Linked DNA regions of Danio rerio: region 2 is linked to region 1. Evidence: chromatin contacts called from public HiChIP or PLAC-seq data. All regions are on one chromosome and are shown on one strand. Each heading gives the region's core, a stretch centred on a gene start, on an enhancer-like site or on the middle of the called end of the contact. The rest is flanking DNA. Distances are from core to core; before and after follow the strand shown.

Region 1 (5,303 bases), core at 2,710-5,209:
TTATTTTGACCTTAAAATGCATTTCAAAAAATTTAAACTGCTTTTATTCCAGCGGAAATAAAACAAATAAGACTTTCTCCGGAAAACAAAATATTATCAGACATACTGTAAAAATTTCCTTGGTCGGTAAACATAATTTGGGAAATATTTATGAAAAGAAAAAAAATTCAAAGCGGGGCTAATAATTCTGACTTCAACTGTATATATACACACACACCCACAATATATATATATATATATATATATATATATATATATATATATATATATATATATATATATATATATATATACATATATAAACAGTTATTTCTTTTCATTAATCTTTATCCCATTTGTCATTTCACAAATGTACAGATTCAAAGCAGGTTTGAAAATTAGACACAGGAATTTTACATTCTGCTCCTTCAAACTAAAGCACTTTCTTAGCTGCTATATCTGCCCAATCATTTCTAATTAACCCCATATGGGTTACCCAACAGAAAATAAACACAGAAGTCCTCTTTCATTAAAGAGTCATTTTTCTACACTGTAAAACTGTAAACTTTATCAAACGAAATGAGTGTAGTTACTCATTTGAAAAGAGTTTTGAACTCTATATATAGTGTACTATACATATACTATATATATAGTGTTAAAGGTAATGAGTCAATTAAATACCTCATTACTTCAACTTAAATTAAGTTCACAGTACACATATGGATTAGTTTTTTAACTCAAATAGTTTGTTGCAATTGGTTTCCTTAAACGGTTCCCTTACTTTTTGGGTTTTACCGTGCATTACGTTGAAAACAATGATCAATTGTCAGAGCAAGAGAATGTAGCCATGCAAATTAAAGCAAAGACCTTTTCTAATTGTAAATCTTATCACATTTAATATTTTCTAAGGCCTAAAAGCAATGCACAAGCTTTAGATGTGAACACTGAGATTTGTCCGGGAATACTCTTTTTAGAACACTTGAAAGAATCAATACTGAAGCAGATTTATTCGAGAATTCTTCTTTATAAACATTTGGATGTGTCAGGAGCATTATATTAGATTAATTTTTATGCAATGATTAAAGTAAGCTTTACTTAGATTGAAAACATTGAATCAGAGCTGCTTGTTTCATAACTTGATGATGTAACAAATAATGCTTAGTCATCTTGAAGCAAATGGGACAAAGCCAAAAATATTCTCAGCCAAAAGGTTTTAAAAAGTGGTCATATTTCTTTTATTAAAACGCTAGCTATATCGATCAAAGTCAGTGCAGTTCTACGCTAAAAATAGCTAACATTACGTACTGTATGACACACCACCAACCCACTGAACAGAAGCACACACTGACCGTGAGGACAGGCAGTTTTTGCCGCTCTTGCTACAGCCAGTAAAGGTAATCGGTCCGTCGTCATAGAAACTGCCAAGGGCCAGCTTCTGCCTAATGGACTCCCTCTCATTCCTCTGGGCCTGAGCGAAAACACAGTTGACTTGAATGAGGAGAACAGTCAGAGTCACACAGCATGTAAAAGGCCATAGAGGATCTCGCAGTTTGACATGGCATTTTTAAACACTCATCCGCTTTCATACATCTACATACAGTGGCTATTTAAAGCTTGAGGAAGATTATAAATAATTTGGTGGATTACAAGAGCAACGTGGAAAAGGAAAGATGGCAATAATGGGTGTGTGGATTGGAAGGTACAATCTAAATTTAGATTGTGTGCTTGCATGGAAATGACTACAGTCAATAATTGGACAAAAAAGGAGACAAAGAATGAGAGAAAAATGAGAGGATGTATAATACAAACCATCTACATGACATATGTATTATATATTACTATTTTACTTTCATAACCTTTTTTAGTAATCATATTTGTCTTTGTATATATCAAATATCTAATTGTGTGTATATACTTATCCTTATTATACTGTATAATCACTTCACTATTTTATTCATTGTTTATGTAATCTGCAGTTTTTTGTCAATACTTGAAAAGTAATGCCAATAAAGCTTATTTGAATTATTGGATGGATGGATGGAGCTGGCCTTTCATAAATAGATAGATATATAGATAGATGGATGGATGAATGAATGGAACAGACCTTTCGTAAACAAAAAGATGAATGGGTGGATGGATGGAAAGAACAGGCCTTTCATAAACAGATAGATGGATGGATGGAACAGACCTTTTGTAAACAAATGGACGGATAGGTGGATGGACAGAACAGACCTTTCATAAACAGATGGATGGATGGACAGAACAGACCTTTCATAAACAAATGGATGGATGATACAAAAGAACAGGCCTTTCATCTAGATAGATAGATAGATAGATAGATAGATAGATAGATAGATAGATAGATAGATAGATAGATAGATAGATAGATAGATAGATAGATAGATAGATAGATCTTTCATAAATAGATTGTTACATAGATAGATGAACGGAACAGACCTTTCGTAAACAAATGGATGAATTGATGGATGGAAAGAACAGGCCTTTCATAAACAGATGAATGGATGAATGGAAAGATAGATAGATAGATAGATAGATAGATAGATAGATAGATAGATAGATAGATAGATAGATAGATAGATAGATAGATAGATAGATAGATAGATAGCTTTCATAAATAAGCTGACATCGATAGATGGATGGATAAATGGATGGACTGAACAGACCTTTTGTAAACAAATGGATGGATGGAAAGAACAGGCCTTTAATAAACAGATGGGTGGATAGATGGATGGATGGATGGATGGATGGATGGACAAGTCCTTTCATAAACAAATGGATGGATAGGTGGATGGATGGATGGATGGACAAGACCTTTCATAAACAAATGGATGGATAGGTGGATGGATGGAAAGAACAGGCCTTTCATCAAGATAGATAGATAGATAGATAGATAGATAGATAGATAGATAGATAGATAGATAGATAGATAGATAGATAGATAGATAGATAGATAGATAGATAGATAGATAGATAGATAGATAGATAGATAGATAGATAGATAAAGGCCTTTCATAAACAAATGGAGGAATGAAGGGATGGAAAGGATGCCTTTCATAAACATGGATGGATGGATGGATGGATGAGGCCCTTTATAAACAAATGGATGGATGGAAAGAACAGGCCGTCATCAACATACTGTAGATAGCTAGATAGAATACACATTTGCTGTGCTACATAATAGTCTGTATATTGAAATGAATATATATTCTCAAACCTATGTAGTCCGCTCAAATTATTGCCATGGCAACATGGCTGCCTTTTGGTGCTCAGAATGACTCATATGCACTTTTAAAATGTCTGGCACCTACAGAATAATCATAAGGCCTGCAACTGTAAAATTCCATAACTAACATTTTTTTTTTTCCCCTTGGCTTATTTTGCATTATCATACTGAGTGCAGAGCAGTTCCTCTGGGACTGATGCTATAGATAGATGAACGGTGTAGAAGAGCATCTGATTGATGATGTACTTAAATTATAGAGGCAAATGAGAAACAGCTCTCCCTGTGATGTACTACTTGCAGTATAATCTAGTATATCTGTAAAATAGTATTCTGAGAACTAGCACAAGTGTCATTTTTGGTTGCTTTTTAAAAATTGTTGTCACTAAATTAGCACATAATGCTAAGCAAACGCAGACACCCATACCTCACACACAAACAAACGTGACCTTTTTTTTTTTTTTTTTTTTTTTTTTAAATGAGCAGCATCATTTTAGCCTAAGCAGTGCATATTGTTTTTCTAGTAAACATCAGATATTCAGCTAAACCTACACAGTAGCTTAACATTGATTCAAAATACAGTTCCTTTCATCAGAAAATGATCAATTTGCTTTGAACTCGCACATCATAACCTATTACTTGCACATACAGCACGCCAATGCCACAAAACTGCAAAATGGCTGGTCTTACCTGGTAAACACATTTCTCCTGGTGCACCATCTTTCAGCGCATTGTATAGTGCAGCAGCCAAGCCCTAGCTTCTACTGCAGTGTCTGAGCTACACCCTGGAGACCAGAATCACACACAGAAAAGGTCTGGGAGGGGGGAGCGTGCGAATGAGCGCGCAAGGAGCACAAATGAAAGCCTTGCAATGAAACACAGCCACTGAAAAAAGCAGTGAACTAGATCCATGTTTTTGCTCTACATCTTCCACACTTGAATCATAGTCTCTCCTACGTGTGGTTCTTGGATCTTCCAGAGATTTATATTAATAACAATTAAAATAATAAACAGAAAAACGACTTTTGACCATATTTGATTTATTGAATTGTTTGAGAATTTGGACAATTAAATTGAGACATAAGCAAGCAATTTTCCATTCACATCGTAGCATTTTTGTTTTTCAAAGCCAGGCGTAGCACTTGAGCAACCCCATTCCATCTGCCCTCAGTCATTACATATTACAAAATCATGGGAAAGACTCAATCTGCATCAGTCTCAGCCAGATCCACAAAATGAAGCGAAAAGGGGTCTTTTTCATAAAGCATAGGACGTTGTTGTACATTGTACTGGGGAGGGTAATTGGGAGCAAGGATCTCTGGGGGCTCGCATTTGACAACTACGGTAGTACAGGGTGGAGGGGTGGTCGTAGGTGGTGGTTCGGTAGGGGCTTGGGGAGGCTCGATAGGGTATTGCGGATAAAACTCTTGAAAGAAATTAGGATAATATTGCCAAAACATCTGGGGGTACTGAGGTTGAGGCTTATAGGGTGGTGGTTGGGGTACTGCTGGGGTGTCGGGAATTGAAGCAGAAACTGGTGTCTTCGGTTTGCCACGATTATAGTAATACGACCAATCGATCTGGGGGTATACTGGCAGTTGAGGATACTGAATTGGTGTTTGGGCAACTGATGAGACTGGTTTGTTGACAGGGTTTGGCTTACCATAATAGTAAGGATAGTAATATTTCCAAAAGTCTTGATGGTACCATGGAAGTTGAGGCTTCTCCGGTGGAACTGGGGCAACTGTTGTGGTCGGAACACAATCTGGTTTCTCTGTGGGCTTCGGCCCACTAGGATATTGGTATTGAGGGAAGTAAAATGGCCAGAATCCTTGACGGTACCAAAACAACTGAGGGTCCAAAGGTGGAGCTTGGGCAACTGATTCAGAATCGGACACGGAAGCTGGAACTGGTTTTGCTGTTGGCTGTGGCCTGCCAGGAGATTGGTATTTAGGGTAGTAAAATGACCAAAATCCTTGAGGGTACCCTGAGGATTGGGGGTTCACAGGTGGTGTTTGGATTGGCCTTGGAACTGGTTTCTCTGGAAGCACTGGTTTGCCATAATTTGGGTAGAAATATGGCC
Region 2 (5,552 bases), core at 2,514-5,013, 100 kb after region 1:
AATCCGATAAATGCCTTTAAAAATAGATAAAAGACCTCTTTGTTGCATTGACAGACGTGTTATACATCAATTGAGGCTAATTCAATTGAGCTATTCGTTTCCATTTGGCAGAAATCGGAGCCTGTCCTTCAGCGACGAACATCTTTAAGCTTTTAATGAACTTTTTTTTTTCAAGGGGAGTTAAAGGGAGGGGAACGGGACGATCAAACTACGACATATTTCACTGGAGAAGGTTGTAAAGCTGCCAGTGCTGAAGCGATCAGGGCATTCCACACTGACTGCCTGCAGTTGTTCCAAGTCAACATTCTTTCGCCTAGTGAAACAGACAGACAGGACAAGAACAGTAGCCTGCACTCCAAATGTGACTTATTCACAAGCTAGGGCTTGGTTTAAAGACACAGGCAATGTTCTAGCATCGTTCAGCATAAAAAGTACACTTGTGTAAAAAAATAAAAGCATCCTTATTTTGACCAGAACTTATAAAACAATATATATAAAAGAATAAGTAAACATACTACGAAAGCTAGTGGCAAAGCATACCGATTTATAATGACAATTAACTAGATTTTGAGAACTGCACTGTGATCCTTAAAGGGATAGTTCACCCAATATTGAAAATGTACTATTTACTCTACCCTTGAGTGGTAACATAAAAATATATATATTTTCAAGAAAGCCAAAAACTTATAATCACAGACTTGAATAGTAGTAAAAACAAATATTATTGAAGTCAATGGTAAACAGTTCCCAGCAGTTTCAGAAACGTGTTCTTTGAGTTTAAAACCTTGTTTAAAAAGAAAGAAACTTGTAAAGCTTTGGAAAAAGTAAAGAATGAGTAAATGATGACAAAATTGACATTTTTGTTAACTATCCCTTTAAATAAAGTTCCAGAACACAACTCAAAACAATTCCTAATTAAATGTGACTAACAAGATTTGTTCATGAGCAATGCCATGCAAATGTCAACCTTGCAATGATGAAATTAAGTTTTCACCAAAATAGCGAAACCGTATCAGCGTTTTTTTGTGTAAGCAAGTATTTTACAGTGCTTTAAAATACTCAAAAATGTCTCTGTTAATGTTTTCAAACAATTATATTTGATTGACCAAAATCACACAAGTGCCGATTTCACATGTCACATCCATAACGGAGAGATATCACATCCATGATAAAGCTTTTTCTTCATAAATGCAAAACTTGCCAAATAAAAAAACAATAAATAATTTTTGTTCTATAATTAGTCAACTCTTATCCTTCTGATTAGCATAGTTTCTTTTGGGTTGTACGGTTTAATTCACAGAATTTCTACAAAGTATGTTGTATATTGTAAACTCGCAGACATTAATGTCTTTGACATCTTTCTTAGTGTTAAGAATTGTCCCATAATAACGTCAAAATACAAGGTAAATGTCCAAAAATTCACTGAAATGTTTTATATTTTAATTTACATATTTGAACCAATTTTTTAATAATTATCGTCACTTTTGAAAGTCTGTAGATCACATTGAATTTTAGAATGCTCTATTTCCTTGTTTTCTACGGCCGGGTAATCCTGGGGGCTGTTCCATAAACCAGAAAAAGCCAGGCTTATTTTGGAAAGTCAGGTTTATAAATGGCGGAATCTGTTTCATAAATCAAATTTAGATGGTTTAAACTCAGTTACTCTGGCAACTAATGCCTATCAACAGAAACATAAAAATAAATAAAATTTTAGTTGAAATGTTGTAGTTTGTATTAGAATTGTTTGCAATAACTTGTTTTAATTTAAATGTATTATTGTTCTATTCTACAAGATGTTTGGTGTGTATGTATGTATACATATATATATACATATATATATATATATATATATATATATATATATATATATATATATATATATATACACATATATATATATATATACATACATACATATATATACATATATATATATATATATATATACACATACATATATATATATATATATATACATACATATATATACATACATATATACATACATATATATACATACATATATACATACATATATATACATACATATACATATATATATATATATATATATATATATATATATATATATATATATATATATATATATATACATATACATACATACTATCAAGTGACTATAAAGTTTTAATCATTATTAAGAGGTTAAGTTAATAAAAAGGGCATCAAATTACGATATGCGAATGTTAACATTACTTTGATTCACCTGAGAAGTAACCTGCCCCAGACCAGGTTAGTTTCCCAGCATTTGCCATAATAATTGAGTTTGAACTATCGTAAATTTGATTTATGAAAGAGAATCCGCCATTAATAAACCTGACTTACCAAAATAAGCCTGGCTTTTTATCTAAGCTTGGTTTATGGAACAGCCCCCAGGTCTCAGATTCATTATGTGTACAACGTCTACTTTTAGTCTTTTTAAGCCTACGAGGTCAAAGAGTTCACGTTGAAATTTGCGTTATGGCTACTGACCAAGAAAGAGCCCGTCATAAATAAAATGTAACTAGAATGTTAAAAAAAATCTTTCGGGTGCTCGGTTTTAGGGATCAATGTTAGTCGTTGAACAGCGCATGCGCTCGGCAGACTCAGATTATTCTGCAAGTTAGTTCTGGGATGTGCTTTTGATTTAGGGTGGAAAATTCCTTAGTGTGTTAAGGTTTGTTAAGCTAGATAGTTTCGGCAATACTCGCTCTTCAATATTCTGACACAGGATAAAAAAAGAAAATACTTTAGGAACCGGGTCTATGCATAATAAGTGTAAAGAAACCCCAAAAGGACTAGTGTTTTTTTGTGTAGTCATGGTAATTTAGACTGACGCGGGAGAACATTTAAGGAATGATATCGAACAACACCCTGTTAATACTTTGACTGTGATCCCAAACCACTCACTTAACTTAATAACTACACCCCAAGATCAGGCCAAACGCCGTATTTGAGAGTAATCCAGTCTTAAAATGGATGCCGTCTTCAATTGAACAGGACCAAACATTCACCCCTGCTGAACTCCACACACACACACACGCACGCACACACACACCTCACATTTGACTTCGTCCCCACACTCGCACAAACAATGAAAGATATATATCAGGCTCTGGAAGATCATGGCAGTCGATATGAGATCCAAACAAGGGAAGAAAACGTGCGGAGAGCTGGAGTTAAAGGAGAGAATTCATGCAGAAGTGCTAAGAAAACGAATGTACGGTGAGCTCACCCAAAGTCATCGTCCATTGATTTAAAGAAAAACTTGTAATTTGGTTTCTTGAGAGCATTTTTCAGGTCCAAAAGGGTGACCCTTTCGGCAGGGATGGGCAGTTTGACCAGGTATGGAGTTTCCTGGTCGTCGAGATGGTAGATAACTTTAGTCTCCCCCATTGCAGACCGCTGGGGAGAAGTGGACGGCGGTCATCCAGTGCAGGGGCTCCCCTGATGCCCCTCCAGAACGGGCTTTTGCTCGCTTTCACCCGCCAGTGGACTTTTTTGTTAATCCCGTTCGTTGTTTCTTTCTTTCCTTCCTTCCTTGCCTTGCTCCGGAGTTCCCAGGAATCTTCTGTTTCAGCGCAAATATTCCATGAGCTGGCGGGCTTGAAAGGTGATTATTAATCCGTACTCCTATTTCACGTTACCTCGCTTGTTGAGATCGGAGAATAACACGTAATATGTGTGGTAGAAAAGATAATTTTGGTCCGGAATGTCGTGGCTACTCGGAGAGCTTCCCTGTGCTCTCCTTCCAGAGGGTTTTGTATTGCTTTCATTGACGCCGACTGCCCGGGGAAACGTGCTCCCCCTAGCGGTGAGGGGTGCTAGGTGTGGAAAAAAAAGAGTTATGTGGGGTCATTGTGCTGCTAAACGGATCCCACTAGAAGAGCGGGCAAAACTGGGAAAGCTTAGTTATTCTCAAGGCAAGAAAAAATGGTTTATCTTTCTGGATGGCTATCAACCGTAATCACATGTCATATAAATAAATAGTGCCATAAATAAATAAAATTAAATCTGGCACAGCAACTGTATTAGTTTAGGTCATGCTAGGATGTACCTGATTCATTCCAAGAAAAAAATAAGAACATATATCTGGTTTAATGTTTAGGGAGAAAAATAATAAATTTCTTAAAGAGAGAGAGAGTAATAAAATGTTTACTGGAAAGACATTGTTTCACATAGCCATAAAATATATTTTTATGAAATTTGAATAATGTCTTGCATTTGAAACATTTTGTATTGTTGTCATTGATGTTTAATTTTATTCACTTTTATAATATAAATGTAAACTATCATGTAACTATCAACAGAAGACATCCATTAGTAATGTCTTTGAGTTCAACAATAGTGTATATTGCAATTATTTTCATGATTATTTAGTACAAGACTTATTTAATGACTGTTTAACGATCACAATGCAGCCCTAAAAATATTTATAGCAAGAAATTTATATCAGTTTAAATAAAACATATTTTAGTACTTAAATTGTATTATGTACAGGCGAATTTGAGATTGTTTCATTTTACTTTAAAACAGTATACAGTTTAAGTCAAAATTATTAGCCTACCTTTGATTTTTTTCTTTTTTAAATATTTCCCAAATGATGTTTAACAGAGCAAGGAAATTTTCACAGCATGTCTGATAATATGTTTTCTTCTGGAGAAAGTCTTGTTTGTTTTATTTCGGCCAAAATAAAATCAGTTATTATTTTTTTAAAAGCCATTTTAAGGACAAAATTATCAGCCCTTTTGAGCTTAATTTGTTTTCAATAGATTACAGAAACGCATTACCCTATCCTGCCTAGTTAACCTAATTAACCTAGTTAAGCCTTTAAATGTCACTTTAAGCTGTATAGAAGTGTCTTGAAAAAATCTCTAGTCAAATATTTACTCTCATCAAGGCAAAGATGAAATAAATCAGTTATTAGAAATGAGTTATTAAAACTATTATAATAAATGTTTTGTAAAAATTCTGTCCGTTAAACAGAAATTGGGGAAAAAAAATAAATAGGGGGGCTAAAAATTCTGACTTCAACTGTATATGAATATACTACACACTGTGTTCAACTATTTCACTCATATTTTTATTTCTTTGAAAATGTTATTTCAAACATGAGGAAACACTTACATTTATTCTGCTTTCTATAAACACTTTTTGTTTATAAACCTATAAAATCTACCAAATCGGTCAATAGAATTATTTCGTAATAAATCAAAATGTGTTCATACTCCACATAATTATTATGGTTTGCAAGCAGGTTTGTATTGCACTCAAAAACACCTTTAAGCTACTTTATTAAAATAAGCTTAAAACAAAATTCTTGTTTTTTTGTGACAACATAGTTCTATTGTGTTCAATCCACTTACATTTTTTTTCCTTCTTGTTGTCCCAACACAAATTGATTGTGTGGAACCCTTGTCTTTTTTTTTCCCCAGTGTACAGCTGTTACTGTGTACTCAACAAATAACATGACCTCAATGGGAATGCTTTAGGTTTTATATGAGGTGCTGTCACATGAAGTGTTTTAATTCCAGAATCACCTCTAATTTAAC

The links. HiChIP or PLAC-seq counts read pairs in DNA pulled down with a chosen protein or histone mark.
Region 2: an H3K4me3 HiChIP or PLAC-seq map of gastrula embryo shows a contact between it and region 1, with 2.9 times the contacts expected there. The contact joins the promoter of dvl3a here to the promoter of zgc:153615 in region 1. A contact is called at or near these places in 2 of 4 datasets of contacts at active chromatin or transcription factors (embryo and gastrula embryo).

The regions. Positions count from the first base shown.
Region 1 is chr2:9,989,555-9,994,857 of GRCz12tu, forward strand. It overlaps zgc:153615, which reads right to left and starts at 3,960. Exons shown (of 8, transcript NM_001077791.1): 1 at 3,911-3,960; 2 at 1,329-1,447. The coding sequence starts at 3,940. wu:fi34b01 reads right to left here. Exons shown (of 4, transcript XM_001338062.8): 4 at 4,244-5,303. The coding sequence ends at 4,423.
Region 2 is chr2:10,089,334-10,094,885 of GRCz12tu, forward strand. It overlaps dvl3a (dishevelled segment polarity protein 3a), which reads right to left and starts at 3,764. Exons shown (of 15, transcript NM_131757.2): 1 at 3,236-3,764. The coding sequence starts at 3,396.